2 separate regions of the Triticum aestivum genome follow, and region 2 is linked to region 1. The links are chromatin contacts, called in public Hi-C maps. All regions are on one chromosome and are shown on one strand. Each heading gives the region's core, a stretch centred on a gene start, on an enhancer-like site or on the middle of the called end of the contact. The rest is flanking DNA. Distances are from core to core; before and after follow the strand shown. Region 1 holds the start of LOC123085313 (patatin-like protein 6). Region 2 holds the start of LOC123085314 (protein TPR3).

Region 1 (4,243 bases), core at 120-2,619:
CGGTCTAACTGGAATCAACAAATCCGTATATACTAATCGTGACTATCCCGGACGTCCGGCACGTCCCCTAAACTCAGCCAAGTGGTAGTAATAATAACTGATGTTTTCCAGCCAGAGAGAATGGTGATGATTTTGTCTGTCCATAGCCCATTGACCAGGCGGGCAGGAGCCAAGGAGGCGGCGGCGACGAAGATGACCAACGACCAACGGCATTGGGAGCGTGTGGATTCTCCCGTTCCCAATGGTCGGTCGTGGCACACGTGAGCCGAGCCGGTGCAGTCAGGACTCAGGAGCCACGCACGCCACCAGCACAGCGCTGGCTGACGACCCAAAGAGGCGTGGCCGAGACGGCTCACACCACCCATCTCTCGTCCTCGAACGGAGTAGGAAATGCTCTGTTCTGATCTGCTCTGTTCATCCACCTGCTGCGCTAGCGCTAGAATGTCCGTGCGGTCGAGGCCACCGGCCACGCCATTCTCCTCCTGCCTAGGCTTGTACCCCTACCACTAGTGCTCTCTTGCCTTTGACCGCCGCCCGGTGGGCCCGGCGCATAGGATAGAGGCCCGTTGCCTGCCCTAATCAAAGGTTTTGGGCGCTCACGGGCCGTGCGCCCCTCAACTCAACTCGGCCCTGTAGTTCGACGACACCATCCTACCGCCTTTTCTTATTTGTCTGGACTGCGCGGCGCCGGGTAGACCCAGTCTTGTGCACCGTCACGTGCATGCAGTTCGTTTTCCCCACCTCCTACGAACCGTACGCGACACACGCAGTTTTCTTGCGGTAAGCACCTCAACTTGCCCGGCATGCAGGCATGTAGGTCTATTTCCCACCTCGCAGCAGCCTTTCCAGGAGGCAGTAAAAAGAAAAGGATAAAAGAAAAAAACCACAGCTAGCAGTAGGAGTATTGCACTGGAGCAAAGCATACACGCTGACTGACTGACATGTCTTTGCAGAATGCTGCTAGTACTGCTGCTGCTGCCGCCTCCGACAGGCTCTCAGCAAAGAAATTAAAAGGGAAAGGGAAAAGAAATGCGTACGTTGTAGATGTACCGCTGCCTGCACGACACAGCAAAGTGCGGGCGCGGTCGAGTGCTGCGCCCCTGTCTGGTCGCGCTCCACCTCCACTCCCGTTGCATGCCACGCAGCCATGGACCGGGTCTAGGCGACCACGTCCTGAGGCGTTAACCCAGCCCCGCAATCATGATTAGTCCCCCATTACGCTGCCCTCGAAACCATTTTTTTATGAGTGTTTTATTAATATAATCGCTTCCTCCTTCGCTTTTTCCGCCCCTCGTTCGCTGCTTAATTAATGAGTAGGACTAGAAGCAGTAGCACGTCTGTACTCATTTGTCCGTTTGTTTATTCAACCCTGGAACCCAGCCACAGCCAGTTTGACGACCGCGCCCCCGCACCAGCATGAGTGCACCCGGTCCACATGCGCCAGCCAGCATCGCCAATCTTGAGGTGGAATGGACGGCGCAGGCAGCCCCACGCCGGTGGACCAGGTGAGGCGCGCCCAGCCAGTGGCCCGGCAGGAGCGTTGTGTCCATCGGTTACGGTGCAGCCGAGGGTGAAGAGAGACAAGACGACGACCTCCGCCTCCTCTTCTCGCCTCCGTTAGCTTGGTCTCTCTCGGCTCTCTCTATAACTCGCGTGCCTTTCTCTTTGGGCTCCTTCCTTTCTTCGCGTGCTCTGCAGCGCGCAAGAATCAAAAGGCGCCACCAGCGAGCGAGCGTGGCGCCGTAGACCGACCGCGGCGACACCGAAAGAGAGAGAGAGAGAGAGAGAGAGAGCGAGAGACAAGAATTAAAGCCAGCAGCCGGGCTGGTCTTTGGCGCAATCCTTGCGAATCCTCGCGAGATCCTGTTTTTGTTTGCCTTTCCGCGTAGGGGAGGGATTCCGCCGGGAATTTGTTGACCGGCATGGAGGAGGCCGAGGAGATGCAGGTGGAGCGGGTGCACGAGGACGCGGAGCACGGGGGCGCCGACGCCGACAAGCTCAACTACGAGATTTTCTCCATCCTCGAGAGCAAGTTCCTCTTCGGCTACACCGACCCGCACCAGCTCTGGCTGCCCAAGCCGCCGCCGCCACCGCCGGCGCAGGCGTCGCAGGCGGCCATGGCGGCCACGGGGAAGGCGGCGCAGCGCGGGAAGGTGTGCGTGCTCTGCGTTGATGGCGGCGGCGGCGGGCTCAGGGCGCTGCTCGCCGGCCGCGCGCTCGCGCACCTCGAGGCCGCGCTCCAGCGCGCCTCCGGGAGCCCCGACGCGCGCGTCGCCGACTTCTTCGACCTCGCCGCCGGCACGGGCGCGGGCGGCGTCTTCGCCGCGATGCTCTTCTCCACGCACTCGCGCGGCGCCCCGCTGTTCCGCGCCGAGGACACCTGGCGCCTTGTGGCGGACCACGCGCCCAGGCTCTTCCGCAGGCCCGCTGGCTCCACCTCCCTCTTCTGCCGCGCCAAGAAGCGCCCGCTCGCCGCGCCCACGGCGGCGCTCAGCGTCGCCATGAAGGCCGCGTTCGGCGAGGAGCTCACCCTGCGGGACACCATCAAGCCCGTGCTCATCTCCTGCTATGACCTCAGGTCGTCCGCGCCGCTGCTGTTCTCGCGCGCCGACGCCCTGGAGAGCGGGAGCTACGACTTCCGCCTCTCCGACGTCGGCCGCGCGGCCTGGTCGGAGCCCGGCCGCTTCGAGCCGGCCGAGGTGGCGTCGGTGGACGGCGTGACCTCCTGCGCCGCGGTGGACGGCGGGCCGACCATGGGCAGCCCGGCCGCCGCGGCCATCACGCACGTGCTGCACAACAAGCACGAGTTCCCGTTCGTGCGCGGCGTCGAGGACCTCCTCGTGCTCTCCATCGGCGGCTGCTCCGGCGCGGGCGGCTCCGGGGCCACCGCGGACGCCGACATCACGCGCATGCGCCGGTGGGGCCCCAAGGAGTGGGCCCGCCCCATCGCCCGCATCGCGGCCGATGGCGCCGCCGACCTGGTGGACCACGCCGTTGCACGCGCCTTCGGGCAATGCCACTCGTCCAATTACCTGCGCATTCAGGTGAGCAAGCATAGCAAATTCTCGGCCCGCCCGCCATTTATGGCATGTTGCACGGCCGTTTCCTTGGATGTTAATTAACTCTGGCGTGATCAGGCGAAGCGGGAGAGCATGCCGCCGTGCGGGCCGGACGGGGAGTACGACCCGACGCAGGCGAACGTGCAGGCGCTGCTCGCGGCGGCGGACGAGGCGATGAAGCAGCGCAACGTGGAGTCGGTGCTCTTCGAGGGGAGGCGGATCGGGGAGCAGACCAACGCGGAGAAGCTGGAGTGGTTCGCCGCCGAGCTCGTCGCTGAGCACCGCGGCAGGGGCTCCCGGATCGCGCCCACCGTCGCGTTCAAGCAGGCGCCGGCGCTGGGCTGAGCTGCGCTGGCTGGTGGCCGTGCACCGCCGTGCTGTGGAGCAAGGGTCGACGACATGTTGTAGGCCTCTCCTCGCTTTCTTTGGACGGAAAATTCTGCTGCACTTTTTACGTGGCAGTGGCAGTGTGGCATGGCATGGCATGGCTCCCTGAAGCATTTGCCATTGGGAAAATTCGAAGGTGAAAACATTGGAAGGAACATCCGCGATATACTCCAGATTCTTAGCTTCATTTCGACTTATTAGGATATATATGTAGCTGCCCCCGAATGCAGAATTATGCCCCGGCTGAAGTGGGCGTTTGAGTTGCGATATGATCCGCTGAAATGCAGTGGATACAGCTGCTGCGGTGCTGCAAGCACGGGCCTCCTCCGAACATAAATAAATCCTCCAGAGTTCATCTAAGCCAGCCCTGCGAATTTTCAGTACCAAACGATATTTGTCAGCTGGATGAAGTGTGTTCCATTTCAACGCTCATTTTACAATCAGAAAAAGACTTCTGTTTTCTGCATTCCGTCCATGTCTATTAATCTCATAGTTGAGTCCACGTCTTAAAGCGCATGTAGTGTAGTGGCTTTTCTGCCTGTTGTGGCATTATTTTCAGATAGGCCGACGCATAACTGATCGAAACAGACATCTCGGAGATCCCTTTCTTGAAGAAGCGAAAGAGAGCCCTGTAGATGTATGTATGTCCTATCACTGTCTTGATGCTGACCGGGGCATGCTTTTCATCCAAGAGCATAAAGATTCCTCCAAGCGAACTAAATCAAGTATATGGGCATGGGTTCTTAATTAAGTTTCCGAATCAGGTAATGTTTTGTTTTGTTACAACATGCTGCAAA
Region 2 (4,037 bases), core at 1,328-3,827, 410 kb after region 1:
AGGATTAGGCCTGGGATTTTTGCAAAGCTGGTGCTGCCAGTTTAAGCTGCCATATATTACAGAATAACATTACTACTATGATAAATGGAGTTAATGGTGGGGTCCCCACCTTCCACCTCCTTCAAAAATAACAAACAAAAGCAAAAATAACAACAATTTCACAAGCAAATTAAGTTAAACAGAATTTTATTCTTATCCAAACAACATCCTCCATCGTGTTAATTACCCCACTCAGGCCTGGCGGCAGAGCAAAGAACATGGTTTAGGCCTTGCATGTGGTGGGGCGCAATGTCATCTAGGATGGAGCTCGGTTGAGCGTGACACCCAGGTTGATTGCATCGAGCAAATTGAAGTTGACAATAACTCACCATGCTGCAATAATATGATTTTTTTACACATAGCAAACCGTGCCCATAGATAGACTTCTTAATTAATGATCTTTCCCTCCACATCCAAACATATATGGTAAATCTGAAGATTCACAAACGTGTGGATGTGAAATTAAACCCAGAAACGTCAACTAGGACTGACTCTGATAATCTAATGGAATACCCACTTATGGACAATAAATAATGGAAAGGTAAATAGTAATGAATCAAGGAATGAATCTGCAAATATTTGTAACATCTTTACAAGTTTCGGTTCCAAAGAAATGGAGACTGCAGGTTAACAAATATTGGTGGCAATTTATACAGAGATTCTTTACTTATTTAAACTTCAAATTGTATTGGACTGCTGGAAAAATGTAAATGCAAACAGGTGACTCAATTTTTTGGACATTTATGACTGTAGGACCCACAAAACTCGTCACGAAGAGCAACCTTATTTACAATGTAAATACCTAATGGTTGAGATGTGTCAATGTACAAGATTATAACATTAAGAAACCAAGATTTGCATCTTCTTAAAAATGAATGAACAGCAGCCCTCACTTAACTTATGGCAAATAAAGCCAGGTCAAATTTTCCTAACCAAGAACGGTTGGTTTAAATAAATTTGGGGAGAACAGAATGTGGGGCACAGCCTCATTAGCTTATAACATTTTACTGGGTCAGCTTTACAAAGGATGAAATGAGGGTAAGTAATTTTATTGGATTAAAGAATGTTCGCCTAGTAGATCTATAACTAGCATCAGCAGTTCAGCAGCAAGAAATATGCAGCATATAAGAATAAATAAGATGCCCATACAACAAAGAGTAAGGGTGCCAAGATTATTATGTTTCTTTATGTGCTACCTCTGATTGATAAGTGTCCGTAATCTAGAACTCTTCAGATTGGGAAACTGAAGCTTGTCACGGAATAAGGGGTTAGCTTCGATCAGCTTCTTCAGCTCAACAAGCATTATTGCTCTTGCAGATTTTGTATCACCATACTTGGAAAGCTGCTCATTCTCCCTATCAATAATAAAAGCAAAAACCAATCACTGAGCAGTCCAGTAACGGTTTGAGCCACACAAATGATGGCAAGAACCTAACGTTATAAGCAAATGCAATCACGCAGATTTTACCTGAAGTTCTCCAGAGTCAATAGCTGTGTGATCTCCTTAAACAGCTCCTCATTAAAGGATGCAAACACCTTCAAGTCCTTGACCAAGATTTCAACCGCCTTGGACCGATCATGCCTGACAGAAAAGGAACAGATAATCAGTCATCAATTCAGTCCAGCATTTACAATTCTACATACACCTCTTACCCCTGCACTTACTTGTCGAGGGCCTCGAGATACTTCTGCTTGCGGATCTCAAAGAATATCTTCATCGAGTAGCGGTTGTCGTCGACTTTGGTGAAGCCCCCGAGGTAGCGCTCCACCTCATCCCAATTGCCATTGATCACCTCATCCTCGAAGTACTTCATGTTGAAGTAGAAGCCAGACTCCTGCTCAAGCCTACACAGGGACAAGGGCTCCAAGTGAGCACGCTAGACAAACGAACAACACCAACTTTTGACTTTTTTGGGGTGGGGGTTTGAATCACTCACTTGTGGACGGTCTCCTTGAACTTCTCCTCATCGAGGAACTGCAGGATGAGGAAGACGAGCTCCCGGCTGAGAGAAGACATCCCCGCGTCCCCGACTCCTCACCCACCCAGGCGGGGCGGATGCAACCTGGCCGTAAACCTAGCCTGCGGGGGCGCAGGACCCCCCACTGCAGAATAAGATTCGGACTCCATGTTCAGTTCACGATCGCTCACAGCCCAGCCGCGGCGGAAACAACATACGACGGGAAGAAAAAAAACAGATCAAAAGCGAGATCGATCCAGGCGGGCTAGGGCTTTACCGGCGGAAGGAACCTCCCCGGCTCGGATCTCCTCCGCTCCGCCCCGCGCGGGGCGAGCAGAGCGGGGCCGGCGGAGGGCTCGAGGCGGCTCGGCGGGGCGGCCGGCGGCGGAGATCCGGGGGCTGCGCGGCTTCCGATTTGGGGGGCGGCCGGGGCGGGGCTATCGCGAGAGGACCGAGAGGGCCGGGAGGATGAGACTGAGGCAAGGGGCAGTATCGTAAGTCAACAAAAGGGAACGGGGGTATGGAGCAGAATTCCCCTATTTATATCGGACGAGACGAGACGATAATGGAACCCCCTCCCCCCTCCCCTGCGCGTCTATATATACCCGCACACTCCCCAAACGACATACGAGAACGTGCAGGATAAAATATCTTTATCGTTTCGGACAGGAGAAGAGAAGAAAAAAAGAAACACACGCCTTATTACGTTCGCTGCACGCGTTCGCCCCGAACCCAAACCCTAGATCTGTTCCGGAACCTGCCATATATGCACGCACATATCCCAACGATTTTGAAAAAAAAACTCGCCCAGAAATGCAATCCAAGCCCAGGAATCGGGCCCGTGGAAAGCCGGGGCTCCTCCTTTCCGACCCTGCTGCCGGATCTTTTTCGGCATGGGTGGCATACGCAGAACGAACTCCGTGCCCCCGCAAAAAAAAAATCCAGGATCGAATTCGAATCGAAGACATCCAACCAACGACTGCATAATTCGGAACGAAAAGCAAAATCAGAGGCTGTGCTGCACTTACGGAGCTCTGTGGCTGGAGGGGCCGGAGAAGAGCTGTGGGGGGAGGAAATGGGTTGTTGGGGGCTAGCTAGGGCAGGGAGGGGCAACCACCTCGCGGTCCTATTTATAGGAAACTCTCGTGTTTGCCACTGATAAGAGTGGTTGCTTATCGATCAGCCCGTCTGCGTCTCGCGATCTGCTTATCTACTTATCCCGTCTGATAAGCGGTGTGTGATAGGCTGATCAGACGCGGGAGGTGGTGGTAGGGTCCATCGGGCTCCATCGCCATTAGCGCAAGAATCCGCGTTTGGATTTGCTTTTAATGAAGACGTGTCCAGTCTGTACCCAACAACTAAAAGACGCCTTTTAATGCTCTCCTCTCTCAAAGAAAATCGGCCTTTTCCATCTCTTACTATTATTATTATTTTGATTCGAAACTAGTATTTCTTATCTCACTACAGTACAAGACAAATTAAGATATCAGGATTTGCCATTTCGTTCACAAATATTTTACTCCCTCCGTCTAGGTGTGTAAGTCATCTTACGAAAACCAAATAATCCCAAAACACTTAGGCACGGTGCATTAATTTCTACTTCATTTCTTATTTCTTGACATATCAACCAATAAAAGATGAGGGGTGTGCATGCTTTTAATGACTTAAGACTACTAAACACGACATGCAGTGGTTAGTTCATTGCATGCAATGCTATTAATTAGCAAATAAACATTAAGGTCTCTCGTTTTCTCCTCCTCCTTGCTCACGGTGCACAACCTAAGATGACTTACTCACCTAGACGGAGGGAGTATTATCCATGTATTACCTCCGTCCTAAATTAGTTGTCTTAGATTTGTCTAGATACGGATCGCTAGATACATCCGTATTTGTCTAGAACATGTCTAGATGCATCCGTATCTAGAAAAATCTAAAACAACTAAATAAGAACGGGTGAGTATTTGCTATCAATAAGGGGTGTTCGTGCAAACAAAAAAGGACCAAGAGACGAACGACCAAAACCCTAGCCACCGCCCCATC

What was found. Hi-C and Micro-C count contacts between places; a contact is called where the count stands out from the background.
Region 2: a Hi-C map of leaf shows a contact between it and region 1, with 2.2 times the contacts expected there. The contact joins the promoter of LOC123085314 here to the promoter of LOC123085313 in region 1. A contact is called at or near these places in 1 of 5 Hi-C or Micro-C datasets (leaf) and 1 of 1 datasets of contacts at active chromatin or transcription factors (leaf).

What each region holds. Positions count from the first base shown.
Region 1 is chr4A:87,036,785-87,041,027 of IWGSC CS RefSeq v2.1, forward strand. It overlaps LOC123085313 (patatin-like protein 6), which reads left to right and starts at 1,370. Exons shown (of 2, transcript XM_044506936.1): 1 at 1,370-3,044; 2 at 3,138-3,915. The coding sequence starts at 1,923. The coding sequence ends at 3,404.
Region 2 is chr4A:87,445,021-87,449,057 of IWGSC CS RefSeq v2.1, forward strand. It overlaps LOC123085314 (protein TPR3), which reads right to left and starts at 2,578. Exons shown (of 27, transcript XM_044506938.1): 1 at 2,275-2,578; 2 at 1,977-2,142; 3 at 1,705-1,884; 4 at 1,508-1,621; 5 at 1,236-1,394; 6 at 1-46. The coding sequence starts at 2,056.